Linked DNA regions of Sus scrofa: regions 2, 3 and 4 are each linked to region 1. A link is a contact called in public Hi-C and HiChIP or PLAC-seq data. All regions are on one chromosome and are shown on one strand. The core of a region is the stretch at or near the end of the contact, and the rest is flanking DNA. Distances in the headings are between cores, read along the strand shown. Region 1 holds the start of GDPD5 (glycerophosphodiester phosphodiesterase domain-containing protein 5). Region 2 overlaps GDPD5 (glycerophosphodiester phosphodiesterase domain-containing protein 5). Region 3 overlaps GDPD5 (glycerophosphodiester phosphodiesterase domain-containing protein 5). Region 4 holds the start of SERPINH1 (serpin family H member 1).

What was found. A called contact is a pair of places that touch in the nucleus more often than the background predicts. HiChIP or PLAC-seq counts read pairs in DNA pulled down with a chosen protein or histone mark.
Region 2: a Hi-C map of skeletal muscle shows a contact between it and region 1, with 3 times the contacts expected there. The contact joins the enhancer-like site here to the promoter of GDPD5 in region 1. A contact is called at or near these places in 4 of 5 promoter capture datasets (fetal liver, liver and skeletal muscle), 35 of 47 Hi-C or Micro-C datasets (adipose tissue, alveolar macrophages, blood and 18 more) and 2 of 2 datasets of contacts at active chromatin or transcription factors (alveolar macrophages and skeletal muscle).
Region 3: a contact with region 1 is called in an H3K27ac HiChIP or PLAC-seq map of skeletal muscle. The contact joins the enhancer-like site here to the promoter of GDPD5 in region 1. A contact is called at or near these places in 2 of 5 promoter capture datasets (liver and skeletal muscle), 12 of 47 Hi-C or Micro-C datasets (adipocytes, blood, brain and 8 more) and 1 of 2 datasets of contacts at active chromatin or transcription factors (skeletal muscle).
Region 4: a Hi-C map of heart right ventricle shows a contact between it and region 1, with 4 times the contacts expected there. The contact joins the promoter of SERPINH1 here to the promoter of GDPD5 in region 1. A contact is called at or near these places in 2 of 47 Hi-C or Micro-C datasets (embryonic fibroblasts and heart right ventricle).

The regions. Positions count from the first base shown.
Region 1 is chr9:9,736,143-9,740,557 of Sscrofa11.1, reverse strand. It overlaps GDPD5 (glycerophosphodiester phosphodiesterase domain-containing protein 5), which reads left to right and starts at 2,372. Exons shown (of 18, transcript XM_021062519.1): 1 at 2,372-3,182.
Region 2 is chr9:9,673,560-9,677,974 of Sscrofa11.1, reverse strand. GDPD5 (glycerophosphodiester phosphodiesterase domain-containing protein 5) reads left to right here. Exons shown (of 18, transcript XM_021062519.1): 5 at 442-535; 6 at 1,093-1,152. Among named protein-coding and RNA genes, the nearest start is that of KLHL35, 24 kb to the right of the region's middle. Within about 2 kb of position 1,929, at least 1 of the 83 cell types and tissues checked has an H3K27ac peak or open chromatin away from gene starts, as enhancers often do. A contact at or near this core is called in skeletal muscle, where this site is marked.
Region 3 is chr9:9,691,389-9,695,803 of Sscrofa11.1, reverse strand. It overlaps GDPD5 (glycerophosphodiester phosphodiesterase domain-containing protein 5), which reads left to right. Exons shown (of 18, transcript XM_021062519.1): 3 at 1,417-1,591. The coding sequence starts at 1,475. Among named protein-coding and RNA genes, the nearest start is that of KLHL35, 42 kb to the right of the region's middle. Within about 2 kb of position 2,008, at least 31 of the 83 cell types and tissues checked have an H3K27ac peak or open chromatin away from gene starts, as enhancers often do. A contact at or near this core is called in liver, omental adipose tissue, retroperitoneal adipose tissue and 1 more, where this site is marked.
Region 4 is chr9:9,780,918-9,785,332 of Sscrofa11.1, reverse strand. SERPINH1 (serpin family H member 1) reads right to left here and starts at 2,394. Exons shown (of 6, transcript NM_001244132.1): 1 at 2,240-2,394. It overlaps LOC102161477 (a long non-coding RNA gene), which reads left to right. Exons shown (of 4, transcript XR_002335540.1): 2 at 3,297-3,356. LOC106504810 (a long non-coding RNA gene) reads right to left here. Exons shown (of 2, transcript XR_001298623.2): 2 at 3,485-3,773.

The DNA of each region.
Region 1 (4,415 bases), core at 1,123-3,622:
CCGACTACATGCCAGACTCTGCTAGGCTCTGAGATACAACAAGAAGGAGCACAGGAGGGCATCTGACCCAGTTTCTTTCCTCCAGCCCAGCAGGGAACTAGGAATTTCTTCAGGGGAGAAGGAGAATGTGGTCCCCCAGACAAGCCAGAGGGACCATGTGGAGGGGAGAGGCTATCCTGCTTGTGGGTGGAGCTGGGGGAAGTGATTGAAAGGTGAGGCTGGTGGGGCTGGCAGAGAGCCACAAGGGCAGGGCTGGCACACCAGGCTAGGGACCTAGGACCTGATCATGCTGGCGACTGGGAGCCACAGAAGGTTCCGGGCAGAGGGAGAAGTCACAGGGTTTCTTAGCAAAACAGCTTTGGAGCCCTCCAGCCACAGCCACCAGGTGAGCTTCCTAGGGCCAGCCTCCCCACCCCCCACTCCTGGGCTTGGCCAGGGGAGGGCACCCCGTCCCACCCCACACCTCTACCATTCTGGACTTCAGCCTCCAGCTCACCCTCTCTCTTGTTCTCCCAACGGCACTCTCAGGCAGGTGCGCTCTGGAGAGGGGATGGGACGGAGCTCTGGGTCCAGGCCTCACAGAGGACTCCGGCCCTTCACACCATTTGCCCCTTGTGGGCTTTAAGTGTTTTCCTGCTCCCCAGTTTCCCTACAAAGTGCTGCCTTTCCCATGTCAACGCCTGGCTTAAAAATCTTCCCAGGGCCAGGGGCCCCCTCTGATACCCAGTGAGTCCAGACTCAGGAGCTTTATTTATTTATTTATTTATTTATTTATTTATTTATTTATTTATTTATATTTTAGGGCCACACCTGCAGCATATGGAAGTTCCCCGACTAGGGGTTGAATCCGAGCTGCAGCTGCCGGATTCTCATTGTGGCTGAGCCACAGTGAGAACTCCCAGACCCAGGGGCTTTAAAGCTGGGACCTCGGCAAACCCCTGTGAGGTTCAGGGTCGTGAGCTAGATCTCAACACAGTTCTTGGCCCCTAGAAAAAGGTCATCTATCTCCTTGTCTGGCTCCACCCGCCTCTTCCCATCTGTTCTGCTGTCTCTTCTCTGGGAGGTCCACAGCCACCCTGAACTTGGCCGGGTTCTTCAACAGAGCAGCGCCCTTCCCCACACCCGGGGTTCTGCCCAGGGTGGCCTCTGTGCAGACAGAGGTTCCCTCCCAAGCTAGCTAACCCCTGACTTCTGGCCTGAGTCTGCCTGTCCCTCCCTGAGAGAAGCCTCTCCCAATCCCCCCAGAATAGGCCAGGGGTCCCCAGAAGCATCCTTTCAGACTCCATGCTTTTGCATGTGCTGCTTCCTCTGCCAGGAAGACCCTTCCCTCCCTCCTCTGAAGCCTGGTGGCTGGCCAGTCCCTGCCAAGTCGCAACATCTCTATTTCCCTTTTATACACGAGGAACCAGAGGCTCAGAGGGGTTGAGCAACCTGTTCAAAGCCACACAGCTTTGTCCTAGAATGTAATAGTGATGAGTGGGTGGAATCCTATCCCAGCTTATGGTCTTGGGAACATCATTTGGCTCCTCTCTGCTTTGGTGGCCTCATCGCTGAAATGGGGTACCTACTGCATAAGGCTGGTGGTGAGGCTTCGGGAAGCTTGTACTGTGCCGCCTCCATTCCTTCACTTGCCAGGCCCATTAGTGGCGTTCCCATGGCCCCTACAGGACACTCAACACTCATTCATTTAATCCCGAAAACCATCCAAGACCTGCCCTGTGTCCCGCCTTATGCAAGCCTAGCTCCTGTCCCAAGGCTCTGGGGCCGGGGAGGGGAGGAGCACAGGGTAGAAACATCAAGATTCAAGGAGTGTGCTGTCCTCACACACTTTTGCTCTTGACTGCTTATTTTTCCCGAAACCTGAAATCAGAATATTTCACGGCATCCAACCCTCATCTCCTCGCGATGAGCCCTAGAGGCCGCAGAGGGAGAAGGTACTGGGGTGCTGTGAGGGCGTGTCTCACCGGTTCCGAGGGCTCCACTCTCCCTGGACTCCACTACCTCTGATAACGCATCTGGCCTCCATCCGGCCTCTTTTTTCCCCACCCCGACCCCTGTTCCTACCCCTTGACTTCCCCACCGCTGTGTCCCAGACAAACCGGAGCTCACCACTTCTCCTCTATCCGGGTCCCCAGGATACCCTCGCCACACGCCCAGCTCTTTAAACCTCTATCACCCGGATCCATTGTCCTCTCCGGCCGCACCTCTCCATCTCTGCCCCGCCCTCTCCGAGGTAGACTCCACGTTCCGCAGAGCTCCGCTCCTTTCCCACTCTCCCATTGGCCCTCGTGGCCCGACAGCGCGGGACGGGGGGAGGGGATCTGGAGTGCGCCCCGCCCCTTGCCTGTGGCCGGGCGAGGGCGTGGCCTCGGGTGACCCCGCCCCAATTCGGGCGGGGCCGCGTTGGCCGGCGCTCCGGCGCTGGGCGGCGCTGCCTCGGCTCTGCTCGACTCCGGCTCAGGCTCCTGCGGCAGCTCCTGTGGGGGTGGGCGGCGGGGCTGACAGCGGCGGTGGCAGCGGCTGCGGCTCGAGGCTGAGCGAGCGGCGGGCCAGCCGGGAGAAGAGGAGGAAGTGGAGCCGCGGCTGTGAGCTCTGGAGTCAGCTGCCACGCCGAGGACCGCCCCATTTTGCAGAGCGAGCCGAGTCCGGACCTAGGAAGACTTCTCTACCGGGCTCCAGCCGCCGCGGCTCCGCGTCTTCTCGCCCGCGCCCTGCCTTGCCCCGCCAACCCCAGCCCGGTTCTGCGCTCCGCGGTCCGGGGCGTGTGGCCGGGACGCCTCAAACCCCTGACCCTGATCCAGTGCACCAGGGCGGGACGCTCCTGGCCCACCACACGGCTCTGGGATTACCGGCTCCTTCCCAGCCTTTCTCTAGTGTGTGCCGAAGCCCCTAGCCCTCCGCCCGGGATTAAGGCAGGGTGCCCCCACCCCTCCGTCTGAGTGCAAAGGAGCCCGGACCTTCAGCTGCCTCTGCCCCGGTGCTTCGGATTTGGTGCGGTGCTAACGTCCAGGAAGCCCCGACCCGGGCCCAGAGCCCTATGAGGGGTCCCAGGCGGGCTGGCCCGTCGGACTGAACCGGACTGGGCTGGTGCTGTGAGACGAAGCAGCCACCTTCCTGCCGCCCCGGGCGAGGGGCTGAGCGCTTGCCCCGAAGAAAACACAGGGGAGAGCCGAGTGCTGCAGGTGAGAGAGCCCCGGATGCCGGGCGCGGGCGGCCTCCGACCCAGTTTGGGCAGCGCCGGGGCCACCTGCGGGCGTGCACCGGGCGCTAGCTGCGCCGGCAGCTGGCTAGGAGGGGCGCGGGGAGAGGAGGGGGAAGGGAGCCAACCGGCACTTATTGAGCGCCCATTGTGTGCGGGTCCGCGCCCCACCCTTGCGCAAATGATCCTTCAAACGGCCCGCTATCACTCTGAGTGATGAAAGGTGTTGTGTGCTGGTACCGGCGCTTGCAGATGGGGAAAGTGAGGTTCAACGAGGTTAATTAGCCCCGCTCGCTTTCCTCGAGGACTGAGACTGGGGAGGAACGTTAGGCTGGAGAGGGAAAGGAGCTGAGAGTGGAGAGAAGAAAGGAAGTGCGGGGCCGCCAGGCAGGAGATGGGGGAGGGGTCAAGGTGGGGCATCGGGGAGCTGATCCCCAGGCCAGGGACGCGGCTTTTCCTGGCCCCTTTCCCTCTCATCCATTGGCCGTGTCACTTCCCAGGAAAGGTGATCCGGAGTGGAGGACGGAGGTGGAAGCTTCCCAGGCTTCCCTCCCTGACAGAGAGCAGCTGCCCCTGTCCCCCGTGGGTCAGACCCCGGGGTCTCTGAGACACTCTGGAAGCCCCAAGACGCTGCTTATCTGCTGGGAGAATGCAATGAGGAGGGCTCCACGTCAGAGCCCATCAGAGCTGTAGGAAATGGGGCCCCTCAGCACCCACCCAGCTCACACCCTTCACGTTAGCAAGGAGGCCGCTGAGGCCGGGGGACAGGGGGTGCCAGTTGTCGAGGTCCTAAAGCAAGCATGTAGTTGAGCCAGCAGGGTGCCTGAGAAGATGATCCTAAACATCCTTCAGAGTGTCCACTCCTCCTCCCAGTTAGCATCTTCTTGGTGGGTGGCTGGGGTTTGCCCACCCCTGATGTGAGGTTGTGAGGTCCGGGTGACCACGTGCGAGGCTGTTGTGAGAATCTCTGTGGCTGGTGCTGGGACGAGACCCGAGGCTGACCTCAGCCTCTCCTGGGCGGGGGAACCTGCAAGACACCTCTGGTGCAGGAGGGGAGGGGCTCGCCCAAGTTCTCAGGGCGGGGGCTGCCAGGGCTGGGGGCACAGCCCCAGGTACCTGGACTCCCAGGCAGGGGCTTGTTCTGCTGCCCCCCGGGGCTGTGCAGGGGGAGGGGTGTTGAGAAAGAGTGCTTGGCATGGACTCTGTGGGCTCTTGT
Region 2 (4,415 bases), core at 680-3,179, 62 kb after region 1:
AAAAAAAAAAAAAAAAAAGTCGAAAGCAATCAGTGGCATCTTAGAGTCAGGGGGACCTGCCCTCTCCACAGAGTCCTGCCAGCCAGGGGATCCGAATCTGTGCCCAGCTCCTCCAAAGCCAGAGCTTTGACCGCCACACGGTGCACACAGATAGAGAAGCAGCAGGGACTCACTGGAAGAGGTCAGCTAGGTTTGGTGCTGGTTACTTCTGGGCAGTAGAATTCACAGGAACCGTTCCCCTCTTTATGCTTCTTGGCATGCCCAGGTGTCCCCGTGAGTCCTCCCCAGGCAGGCCTGACTGGGCATCAGGGGACAGTGACGTTCTTACTGAGCAGGCAGGGCCTGGTCCCTGAGCCCGGCCTCCTGAGAGCTGAGAGCCGGCCGCCTGAGGGAGCGTCCTGGCCCCAGTGGCATCTGACCCCTGCCCCTTCTCCTCGGCAGGTACCTCTACAACCGCTTGGGCTACTGGAGTGACTGGTCTGTGCCCATTCTCATGGCCACAGCTGCCGCTTTCACGTACGTCGCGGGCCTGCAGGTACGCGGGGCTGGCTCAGAGGGCAGGTGGCCGGTGCTGGGCTGATAGAAGGGGTCTAGGAGGGCAGCCAGCTTCGCCCTGGGCCTCTGGGGTTGGTGCCCTCAAGGCGGGATGCACCTTGCGGGAGGGCCCCCCATGAGGATGGCCCGCGGCTGGGTCCCAGGCACACTTCTTCTCCCAGGAGCCTCTGCTCTGGTCCTGCTGCCAATCTCCACTCCCGCAGACTCAGGTCAGCCCCCAGGCTGGGTTGGGGGCTCCTGGGGCACGAGGCTCAAGTCCGCTTCAGAATCCCAGGGCCCGCAAGTCTCGAGCCGTCGTTAGACTGCAAGTGCACCAGGGCCCAGTGAGATCTGGAGAGAAAGGTCCTAGAGCAGGAGCCTCTGGCCTGGAACAGTGTAGGGGAGGCCGGCCTGGGGGGCTGCCCACCACCTGCAGGGAGGGTTTCCTGACTGCCCGAGCCGGGCCGAGAGCGCTGGGGAGCAGGGCGCCTGGGGAAGGGACGGACACCTCCAGGTGACACTTGGTGCCTGACTCTCGCTCTCTGGGGCCCTGTTCAGGTCCTGGCACTGTGTCACATCGCCGTGGGACAGCAGATGAACCTGCACTGGCTGCACAAGGTAAGGGCTGCCTCTGCGGGGGCTCGGGGGAGGGAGGCTGGAGGCCGCAGCAGCAGAGGAGGAGGCTAGAGGCATCTTCCCCCCTGGTCGTGCTTGTAGCTGTGCTGGTAGCTGATGCTGAGAACTCATGGTGGGTCCAGCACGGTTCTCACGGCCTGAACTCTATTAACTCAGGCCTCACAGCAGCCCTATGATGGAGGTGCTGTCAGCATCCCATTTTGCAGTCGGGAAAACTGAGGTACTCAGAGGTTATGTAACTTGCTGAAGGTCTCCCCTTAATAAGTGGAGGATCCAGGCCCTAGCCCCGTAGCCGAGCCATTAGCCAGCACAGGTCACAGCCCGGCTCTCTGGTCGCTCTGCCTTCAGTCTCTCCTCTTCGGTGAGTTCATTTAAAAACGTGACCCAATGATACTACCCCGATTTGAAGCCCTCCCCGCCACTTCCATTGCTCCCAGGATGATCCAACCCCCTCACCCAGCACTAAGGCCCTGGGTGACCTGGGCCCTGCGCCATCTCCCAGCAGCTGTCGTGGGATGTCACCCTGAGCTTCTGCTCCCGAGACAGCACGGGCCCTCGCAGCTCGACTGCCTCATCTCTGCTTCGCCCCTTGGCTCCCGCCCCCCTCTCTCCGTGGCCTCTCTGCCTTACTGGGTTCTCCTCACCACCTGAGCCAGGCTTCTTGGGCCCCCCAGTGCCCGCAGGCTCCCCACCACAGTCCTGGCCTCTTGTCACCCGTTTCCATCTGGCCCCCTGACTGCAACCCTCCCCGATCTGGGAGCTCCACGCATGCAGAACTGATGTCCCATCTCCTTGTCCCCAGGGCCCCATGCGGGGCAGGGCCCAAAGCAGTGAGGCTCCGTGCAGCCCAGAGCCTCGGCTCCCTCGCTCACCGTGCTGCTGACACGTGGCTGGTGCCTGCTCTGCCTGAGGTGCCAGTGGGGACAGGGGTGGCACAGAGCTGGCTGAGAGTGAGCCCCTCCCTCCCGGGGGGCACTGGGCCTTGGAGGGGAGGCTAGGCCACCTCTTTTTTTAGAACCCAACTCAGAGTGGGTGCGCCATTTAGGAGGGGGCAGAAATGTCCGGCAAGAGCCATGAGCCCATGAGATGGTCCAGAGTGACTTGGGGGGGGGAGCTCACTTCCAGCCACAAGGACATGGAGCAGGAACCGGAGGGTGGACATGGTGAGTTCCGGTCGGGCGGCATGGAGCAGGAGGTGCCTTTGGGTGGCTGGGGGTAGGGGGGCGCTGGGGATCTGGAGCTGGGGAGTCAGACCCCAGTGACTGGAATCTTAGAGGGATGAGGAGCCGTGAGCTGCCGCTAGTCCCCTCCCGCCTGCCTCCTGCTTGTCACTCTATCCTGCGATCTCCTCTGGGCTTCTGAAGTCCCCTCTGTGAGGGACTTTCATCTCCCAGCTGCAAAGCTGACACTTGAAGGAACCGCACCCTGGCACCCCCGTCAGGACTGGCGCATGCTGCGGCCCCCTTCTCGGGCCCGCCCGGCTCTCAGCAGGCCAGGGCGCACCTGCTTGATCCCAGTGTTGAGGCATCCGGAGGCGCAGAGCCCGCCAGGGGAGTGGGTCAGTGCAGGGCGTCTTCTCCTGGGGGCAGGGGGCTCAGATCCCTTCATCTGCCTGGTGCCAACTCCCAAGGTGCCAGGCCTGCCATCCTCTCCCCTCTGATCCCTCCCGAGAGATCTCAGCACGAGGAAGGTCATTCCAGGCTGAGCTGATCCACAGCCAGACCTGCTGCACCAGGAGGGAGGGAGCTTCCTGGGGCTCAGAGGGTTCGAGTCGGGCTGGAAACGCTGGTCTTCCAAGAGTCTACCATTTGGCTCTGAGATTTTAAGGAATCCTTTTTTCGTTTGCTTTGTTTTGTTTTAACCAATTTTTGACCATTAATACATCAACATGGTTCAAAATGCAAAAGGTCCCCCAAAGGTACAGAATATAAATATCCCTGTCACCTTTGCAGAGACATTTCAAGCTCCCTCCCCTTGGGCCCATTGAGAGCATCCCCACGGGTGTCCCTCCCTTGTCCCTGCCCTGGGATCCGACCCCTAGTTCCCCAGGTATCCAGCCAGCCCCCCTTGCTTCGAGGTCATTGCCAGGACAGCAGGACAGTGAGCCAAGCTGCGTGGGGAGCTGCTGGGTCCGGGGCGCACTTGGGTAATTTGCAGACCGCCTCCTTGTCACCAACTCACGCTCCCTCAGTGACGGGCCTGTGCCTTTAAAACACCCTCGCCCATGGAGTGTCTGTGGGTTTGTTGACTTTGCCAGGCTGATGGGTGAAAATGGTACCTTGGTATAGTTTTAATTAGCATTTCCCTTATGAGTTAGATTCGGCGTCTTTCACCTGTTGGAGTCATTTGCGTTTCCTTTTCCATAAACTGTCTTGTCATGTCTTCTGTCCTTTTTTGCTGCGAGATTTACTTTGCGCTTATTCATTTGCAAGAGCCTTTACAGATTTGGAAAAGGAGGCCTTGGGCTGATGAACTGCAGATAATCGTTCCTGGTTTGTGACTCATCTTTTGACCTTGCTTTTGTGTATTTTTGCTGTGGGAATTTTCTTTTTTATCCTTAAGGATTTTTCATTCTTAAGGATTCTGTCGTCTCTTTCATGGCTCCTGGGTTTTGTGGCAGAAAAGTCGTGCCCACTCCAAGATCACCAAAAAATTTCTCTGTAGTATCATTTAGTAATTATATATTTCTACTTTTCTAATACTTAAATGTGTTGTCTTTTTGGAAGTAGTTTTAGGGCACAGCGCGATCTTACTTTGTGCCTTTGAGATGGCTTCCCAGTGTTCCCAACTCTCCATTGAGTAATCCATCCTTTTTCCTCTAATTTGAGATGCCGCCTTTATCATACACTAAATATTTTATGTATTTAGATCTGTTTCTAAGCTTTTTACTTACTTCCACGGGTTCTGTACCAGTGCTGCGCTCAGTGCTACAGTCTGATGCTATGTTTTCATCATGACCTTTATCTTGAGGGTCTCTGGTGCCCCTGAGGTTGCGGGGAGGGGGCGGGAGGACAGGGGACAGTGCAGGGAGGGAGCCGTGTGCCGCAGGCCGGGGACTGTGAGTGCATCTGATGGGCCTCGGGCCCTCCCCCACCCTCACCTCCATCCTCGCAAAACTCCCGGTTCCCAGAAACCCCTCCCAGGTGAGCCTCCATAGAAGTCCGGGGGCTCTGGACGTGAAGAGGAAGGTTGAAGGGGGCTTGGGGGCTTTGCAGTAAACAAGAGGCTCCCCTGAAATGCCCCCC
Region 3 (4,415 bases), core at 759-3,258, 44 kb after region 1:
CTCAGAGGTGAGGGCTTTCTCTTGGCCCAGAGCCGGCAGGGTCTTGAGCCTGCGATTCCTCTGGAACTTGGCTGATAGCAGCAGCCCTGGGAAGTGGCTTGGAGAAATCAGCTGATGCTCAGTAACGCCATGAGTCCCGCCCGGCAGGAGGCGGGTGCGTGGGGAGTCAGGTCCCGGGGGCCTTGTCCCGACTGCTCCGACTGTGGGCGGCACGACTGTCAGCGGAACTTCGGGCCTTCTCGGCAGTACCGTCCGGGAACCCCCACCCAGGGCCGCCTCCCCCGTGCTGCCCTGTGCTGGCCACTGGGGCTGTGCGAAGAACACAGGTCCTCCCCTGGCAGAGCAGGTATGTCATCAGCGCCCCCACAGGCTGCTCAGGAAGAGCGAGGGACACTGGGAGCCCTCTCACCAAACCTGGGGCCCCAGGGTTGGCTCCCCGGAGGAGGTTACATCCGCACAGAGCCGCGAAGGATCAGGAGGTGTTGGCCTGATGAAGAGCAGCGTGTCCTGGCGTGGCGAGGCTGGAGAGCCAGGCGCTGGTCATTTGCCTATCAGCAAGCTCACTCTGGAGTTCCCTGGTGGCCTAGCAGGTTAAGGACCTGGCGTTGTCACTGCTGCAGCTCAGGTCACAGCTGTGGCTGGTTGGGTCTGGCCAACCCCTGAGTTAGAACACAGGGCCAGATTGCCAGGCTCTGCTGTGTGCCCTTTGACAAATGGCTAACCCTTTCTGTGCTTCACAATTCTCACCTGTAAAATGGAGATGACCATGCTAACCAACGCTTGGAGAATGTCAGACTGTGCACCAGCTCTGGAGAAGGGCTTTCGGCGGTTCTTCCTGAAGTGTAAACACAGTGCTCGCATCTGACCCAGTTCCATCCCAAAGTCAGCACTCAAAGCCATGAAAATGTATGGCCACACAAAAACTTGTTCACAGCAGAGTTATTTATAACAACCAAAACGTGGTAACACCCCAAATGTCTGTCAACTACGGAACGGGTAATGCGGTGGATCTCTGCAATTAAATATTATTCGGTCATGATAAGGAGTGCGGCCCTGAGTCCCGCTGCAGCGTGGACGAATCATGTGGAAGAAGCAAGACCATATGTTGCATGATTCCATTTAGGTGATATTCCAGAATGGGCAAATCCATGGAGACGGAAAGGAGGGAGAGTAGGTTGCCCGGGGCTGGGGCTCGGGGTGGGAGTGGGGGAGTGCCTGCTGGTGGGTATGGGGATTAGGTCATGGCAGGTGGCAGGAGACTGTCCCGGGCACTGCAAGGAAGGACCTCTGACTCCGATCAAGCAGGGCTCTGAGCAGAGGCTGACCCACCTCAGGCCTAGGCGACAGGGACACCTGCTGTGTCAGGGCCCAGTCCCCACCCTCCCCCGCCTCACAGCCCTGTGCTTCATCCTGCAGGACCAGCCGGGGCCTCCATGGGCGCCTGAGGGCGGGGTGCCAGGCCGGCAGCGCGAGCATGGTGAGACACCAGCCCCTGCAGTACTACGAGCCGCAGCTCTGCCTCTCCTGCCTCACTGGCATCTACGGCTGCCGCTGGAAGCGCTACCAGCGCTCTCACGATGACACCACGCCGGTGAGCTCTGCTGGGACAGGGTCCGAGGACCTGGGGAGCCTGGGGTCTGGGGAGGGATCGCAGCTCTGACCCTCTGCTGTGTGTCTCTGGACAGAGCCCCCCCCGCCGCCTTCTGGGTTTCAGTTTCTCCTTCTGTAAAATGGGCCCGTGGTAATTCCCGAATTGGCCGAAGTGGGTGCGTCATGGGTGCGTCTAGCCCTTACCTCTCCTCTCAGTGTGGGGCTGGGCTGCTTGGGGGTGGGGGTGGGGGCTGGGCACAGAGCAGTAGCCAAGAAGGCGGGGTCTCCGCAAGGCGAGTGGACGTTCTCAGCTTCCTGGCAGAGCCAGAGGGGCAGGCATGCAGGTGGGTGCCTAAGGGGGAGGGTGAGAAGGTGGGGCAGGCCGTCCTGGAGCCTGGGAGCTGGCAGGGCCATGGCCTGGCACCAAGGCCCCGTCACCTGAGCCCCAAGCCTGCCAGGGCTGGCGGCAGGTGCTTGGCAGGGTAAAGAAAGCCTCCTTGAGTGCCCGGCTCCCCGAGCCAGAGCCCAAGCCGCACTTCCGTCCCTGGGGCGCCGTCCGCAGTGGATCTAGTTTCTTCTCTGAAGGAACCCAGTTCCTTTAGGAGGGAACAGAGAGCGAGATGAATGGTGTTTATCTAAAAGCTCAGCTGCCTGGAGAACAGCTTTCCTCCTCCCTCCTGCGTGTCTGAACAAAGAAGCCCGCCTCCAAATTCAGCCAGTTCTGACACAGGCTGGGGGGGGGGGGGTGGCGCCAAGGACAGGGTGGCGTCCAGAGTCAGAGGCCAGGCAGAGCCGGGCTATCTGGATTGGGAGGTTGGGAAGCTTGTCCGCCCGGCTGCCCTCCTTCTCTGCCTGTGCTGGTGAGGGACAGATCGCTGCTGGACTGAGGCAGGAGCCTGAGGTCATGACCCCCCCAGTGGTGAGAAGCAGGTACCATCTGGTGGGCGCCTGGCCGGACTCATCGCTACGTCTGCGCAGTAGCACAGAGGAGGCAAGGGAGGGGAGGGGGCCTGCCCAGGGCCACCCAGCAGGTCCCTGCCCAGGACAGCCTTTTATGTGGACCTAGGGTCTCCTCTCAGTGGACCAGGCTGTGTGATCAGGAGTCAGGCAGCCTCAAGTTCAAATTGTACCTACCTGACTTTGAGCTTCTCATCTGTGAAATAATGCACACCCCCCTCAGAGCTGCTGGGTGGATGGCGGGTGGCAGGACATGGAGTGGCCAGCACTGGCCGTGACTGGCCCGTAAGACAAGTCATTCCCACACGCCGTGGCTCGGCCTCCCCGGCTCCGACGTGGAAGAGGGGTTCAGAATTCCCTCCGCTTTGCTCTGAGCTCCATTCTCCCCTGAGATGGTGGAGGGAGGCAGCGGGGCCTCCGCGTGTCAGGAAGGCAGGACCTCGCAGTCCCCAGGCACCCGGGGGCCTGTCTGCGTGCAGGGCACCGAGCTGAGTGCTGTCACACAGCTGCTCGTGTTGCTCCCAAGCCCATGAGCTCAGTGTCATCACTGCCCCTTCACACGTGGAAACGGAAGCCAGGGACGTCCGTGGTGGGGCTGAGGTCACACAGCCTTAGAGGGGCAGAGCTGGGATGCAGCCCTGCGTGGTGTGGGTCCCGTGCTCTCGGTGGGCCTGGGGTGGGAAGAGAGCTGAGGCTGAGCGAGGGAGGAAGGATGGCCGAGCGCCCAAGCAGGAAGCCCTTGGCCGTCGGAGGAGACACTGGAGGAAGGCAAACCTCTCTGGGCACCTGACACCTCTTGGTGGCCCGGGGCCAGGCCATCACAGGCTGTGCAGTCAGGAAGTGATGGGGCCTGGTGTGGCCAGCGCAGGGCCCAGGGTGGAGGAAGTGGTGGGTTGATGCTGGTTTTGAGCTGACGGGGGGCCCACACCGTGCAGGCTCTGCAAATGCCAAGGCCTGGGGTGCCAGGTATGGGGCAGTGCAGGAGCTGCTGGCCACGGGCCAGCTTGGCTGGGAGAGGGGAGAGGGTTAGCGGCAGCCCTGGGTGGCGGGGCCTGTGCACGGCTCGTGGAGCTCACCTCAGGCAACCCGAGCCTCCCAGCTAAGGAGGGGCCTCCCCTGCCCTGTCACTTCCCGCTTCCTGGGTTCCAGGCTCTGCCAGCTGCCCCTTCTCTCTGTCACTCACTCGCCTCCCTCCTTTGTCCCCAGTCCCTCCCCAGGACTGTGGTGGGGGTCTGGGCTCCTGGCCTGACTCAGTGAAGGGAACAGCAATCTGGTGTTTCAAAGGCAGGCCTGGAGCAGAGAAGCTGCTGCATAAACGCTGCTGGGCGATAGAGGCCCCGAGAGAGCTCAGAGCACAGGTTGGGGCCTGAAAGGAGGGGCCCCTCGGGCCTGGGGGTGGAGGAGGTGCAAGGGGAAGGGGGGTCCAGCTTTGGGCCCATTCTTTCCTCACCCCCACCTTCCCCTCCTCCTGTGGGGACCCCACCCCTTCCCGCTCAGGCACTGCCTGCCCTCAGGACCCTTTGGGGAGCCTCTCGCTTCTCACAAGCCAGGGGTGCCTAGGAGTCAAGTTCTTCCGTACAGCTGCCCCCTGTGGGTCTCGTCTGTGCAGCGGGGTGACGGAGGGACAGGCGGTGAGTCACTTCACGCTCGTCCCCAGGCTGGGAAAGAAATGGGAGAGTGAGACTAACCGAGAACATGTATTGAGTACCTACTGTATGCAGGGAGCTCCTGGCTTCTGGGCCTTGTTATAACACCCCGTGGGGCACGTTTCATTGTCATGCCCCATTTACAGTTGGAGACGTCAAGGCTCGAAGCCTGTCATCCCTGGAGTCTGTGATGGATTTGCAGCAAGAGCCAGAGGAGGAGGG
Region 4 (4,415 bases), core at 1,145-3,644, 45 kb before region 1:
GAGCTTAGACGTCTGCAGAGGCCACCGCACCCTCTAGAGAAAAGCCTAGGAGCCCAGCTCCCGGCCTTGCCACGTGGCAGGCACTGTCTTGACAGCCCCCACCCCCAGCCAACAGAACCTCCAAGGGACTGGGAGAGGCCTTTCAGAAAAGCTCCAAATGACTAGTTTGGGATTCCTCGGGTGGCCACACAGCTGCGCTCCTGTGCTGCTCCTGCTCTGGGTGACGTGGCAGGCTGGCAACTGAAGGCTCGCCTCCTGCCTACAGAAGGGGGCTTTCAGCCTAGGAGCAGGAAGCCTAGGTTCGGGTCAGAGGGGGTGCCCCAGAAACTCCCAGGCCCTAGCTTCGAGCCAGCAAGCTCCATCTCTGCAGGCCAGTGTGCAGCTCTGGAGGAGGGCTGCCCTGTTAACTCAGCCGCAGGAACAACAGAGGAAGGCAAGTCACTGCAAGCCAGCCAGCCTCCCGCAGCCCAGCCCAGCCCGGCCCTGCCACAGGGAAATCCCAGCCCTTAGGCCAAGGTTAGCTGAGTTACAGACCCACAGAGAAAAGTACACAGTCACAGGGCTGAGGGCTGGCCAGACCCAGTCGAGACTGGGGTCCAGATTTTTATAAGTAAGAGGGAAGGGAATAGATGCTACAGGGGCCCCCAGAGAGGGGCTCCAACACTTGAGGGGGACTCAGGTACCTTGCAACTGTCTCAGGGGGAGGCCAAGGCCTGCCTTTTTCATTCTGAAAGAAAACAGAAGAGTGAAGAAGGATGGGATAGGGCAGAGCTGGGGTGGTGAGGAACCGACTAGAAGACCCAGCCCTGTAGACGGACCTGTCTACACTGCCCCTGGCCAAGGGAGCACTGAACCAGTCCCAGAGCTACAAGGTCAATGTCAGAGGTGGGCCCCCTCATCACACAGTGGGAGAAATGGAGCCAGGGTGGGCACGGGGCCACCTGCCGTCCCACAGGGATCAGTGGGGGTCAGGCCTCCTTCCTTCCTCCTGGAAGCACCCCCCCCCCCCCAGAGCCCCTGCCGAGGGCTGGAGGCTGTGTCCTGTTCCACAGCCAGTTAAAAAAAAAAAACAACAAAAGCTTCTGCTGGGCTTCCCAGGGACCAAGACACAAGGAGGAGACCGGGAGGCCTCAGGAAGGGGGGATGGGCAGAGGAACCGCCGGCCGAGGACCAGAGGGTGTGGTCACAGCCAGAGACTTAGGGGAACCAGAGCCCCCTGATTGTCCTTGGGCTCCATCCGGGCCCTGCAGACCAGAGGGACCAGCCGGAAACGTGGGAAGAGGAGGGGCCGGGCCTTCTGGCGGCGCTGGAAGTGGTTTCATTCTTCTTCTTCCCCCCACTCCAGCCGCCTCAGGAATGTCCCTAAGTGGGGGCAGGGAATCTGGTCTCTGGAAGGAGCCTTAACCCTGAAGTTACTCCAGGAACCAGGTGGCAGTGGACAGAATTAGGGTGGCTGACTCCTAAAGCCTTTTAGGCAGCTCCCAGCCCCGTTCTATGGTGGGGTGCAGACCTGGCTGGCTCCTCACCCTCTTTTTGGAGGGAAGGGGGGGGATGGACTGGTGGCAGCCACGTCCCTCCTCTATTTGCCATCACCTAACCATCAGCAGGCTGCTGATGAGACATGGAGCTGCCCCTGGTGAAGCCTCCCAAACCCTGGGGACCCCAAGAGCCAGGGCCCTCCCCCAGAAGTCAAGGCTGTTTTAGCGCCTTTCCACCTCCCCACCAGGAGGCTCAGATGTCCCGCAGCAAGCCTGTGAGGAGGTGGGGCCACTGGCCCCGGGCCTCAACCCCGCAACTGGAGGCACCCCAATGGCAAAGCGGGCCTGGCCTCCCTGTCCCAGCTGGAAGGGGCTCCAGACCCATCGCCACCCTCCTTGGTCCTCAGCATCCTGGCTCCCTGCCCCCCTGCTTCCCCTCTGCCCTCACCACCCGGCCCACACTTCTGGGGAAGCCTGCACTTTTCCCGGATCGTCTGAGGGCCCTGATTCCCCGGCCCGCTCCCATCGCCCATCTCCGCTCCCGGCTCCGGCCTCAGGCTCGCTCCGCCATCGCCATCCAGCCGCCCCCGCAGTCCCTAAGTCCCTATCCCGAACCCTCCAGCGGCCCCCAGAGTGCCAGAGACTCCCCTCTGCGGGCTCTGGGTTGGCTCCTAAAACCTCCTGGAGGCCGCTTGCCCCTCTCACTCCCTTGAGCACCCCCAGACCCCCGCCGCTCCCGCCCCACCCGCCCCCGCCCTCACCTGGCCGGGCTGGGTGGGCGCCGGGACACAGTCACAGTGTCACACTCGAGCCGAGAATGGATTCCACTCTCCACCGCGCCCCCGCCGTCCAGATCTATATATGGCGTTCCCCCACCCCACCTCCCTCCCGTCCCGAGAAACTTCTGGAAAGTTGGAAAAGCTTCCGGAGGGCGCCCCGGCTCCGCCAAAAAAAGCCAAAGACCTCCCCCAAACGTCCCGGCTCCCGCCCCCTCCCTCTGCAGGCAGCCTCCCCGCCCCTGGGTCCTACTGCCCCCCTCATCGGACAGGGTGGCGGCGCACGGGGAGCCCCCACCTTAGGTGCTGGGTGCCTGAGACCCCCTAGATGCCCTCTGCGGGGGCATCCTTCAACCCAACTGAGACTCCACACCCTAGTGGGAATTTGGACCGCTGAGCTGGAGGGGACACGGGGCTCTAAGGTCCAGCTCCCTGCAAGGTGTCTGATACACTCCAAGGTTCTTTGCACAAGCCACTCACTCCTGATGGCACCTCTCCTTCCAGCACCCCTTTCCCTGCAAGGCCTCTGCCTCCAAGTGGCTCCATTTCCCCATTTTCCACCTGAGACTTAATTGGCTCTCCCTAGGCACCCCGTCCTCGTCCTCGTCAGGGCCCCAGCTCAGGCTGGAAGGCTGGAGGTTGGGAGGCAGGACCCAGCTCCACCTGCAGTTTGTCCTGAGCTCCTTGGCGCTCTGCCTCAGTGACTGCCTTGAGTGGCCAGGCCAGTCCCAGGACTTGACCCTCCCCCAGGAAAGTCCTGGAGACACCTCGGGAACTCTGGGTGATGTGGATGGGCCTGGAGGGGTCCACTAAGTCATATGCTGTGTGACCCTAAGGAAGTTACTTTCCTTTTCTGGGCCCAGTTCCTTTGTGAAAGGTCATTCTTTGTTTCCTATCTGTCTGTCTCCTTGGTCTTCCCCCTCCCTGCCTGGTCCCCTCCCGAAGGCTCCAGGTCTCCCTATCAACTCCTCCTGCCGCACCCTCCCACAGCTGATAGCCTCTGGAGCTCTGAGCTAAGCTGGGGTATTCATTTCTGTTCTAGGTCCTGAGGACACAGCCAAGAACAGGACAAAGTCCCTGCTCTTAGGATGGACCATATGAGGTGCGTATGTGCCATCTCAGTAGGGAACTCAGGAAGGCAGAAGGTTCTTTCATCCCCTTTCTTCCCCAGAGCTTTACTGTGAAATGATAGCTGACCAGTAGGCCCAATTCAAAGAAGAAGGGACAGCGTAAAAAGGCACTTTGCTCATTTATTCAATCAACAAACTGTGCTGAGGATCTTCTTTCTTCCGGGTGCATCTCTGGATCTGAGGAAGCAAATGAAACCCAGCACCCAGCAGATGAATCATCTGGGACCCTGGCAGCGGAGTTGAGGGGCTGGCTGGCCCTTTCTGGCCCCCCCAGCCTGGTGGCGAAGGTGACTGACTACTCAGTCTTAGGCTGCTGACGTTCGAAGTCCGATTTCAGGGACTGTGGGAAATCTTAGATCCCAAGAGCTTTAGATTCTTCTAATCAGGGTCTAAGAATCAGAGATTGGAGTTGCTGTTGTGGCTCAGTGGTAAGGAACTCTGCTAGCATCCATGAGGACACAGGTTCAATCCCTGGCCTCGCTTAGTGGGTTAAGGGTCCAGCGTTGCCATGAGCTGTGGTGTAGGTTGCAGACGCGGCTCGGATCCCGCATTGCTGTGGCTCTGGCGTAGGCCAGGAGCTGTAGCTCCAATTCAACCCCTAGCCTAGAACTTCCATATGCCTCGAGTATGGCCCTTAAAAGAAAGAAAGAGGAGTTCCCGTCGTGGCGCAGTGGTTAATGAATCCGACTAGGAACCATGAGGTTGCAGGTTCGGTCCCTGCCCTTGCTCAGTGGGTTAACGATCTGGCGTTGCCGTGAGCTGTGGTGTAGGTTGCAGACGCGGCTCGGATCCAGCGTTGCTGTGGCTCTGGCATAGGCCGGTGGCTACAGCTCTAATTCGACCCCTAGCCTGGGAACCTCCATATGCCGCAGGAGCAGCCCAAGAAATAGCAAAAAAGACAAAAAAAAGAAAGAAAGAAAGAAAAGAATCAGAGATTACTTAGATCTTAAGGTGATCGTCCTCCTATATGATATCCCTACGGGATCTCTGAATTCATCTAAGGAATCTTAGAATGTTGAATCTCAATCTTA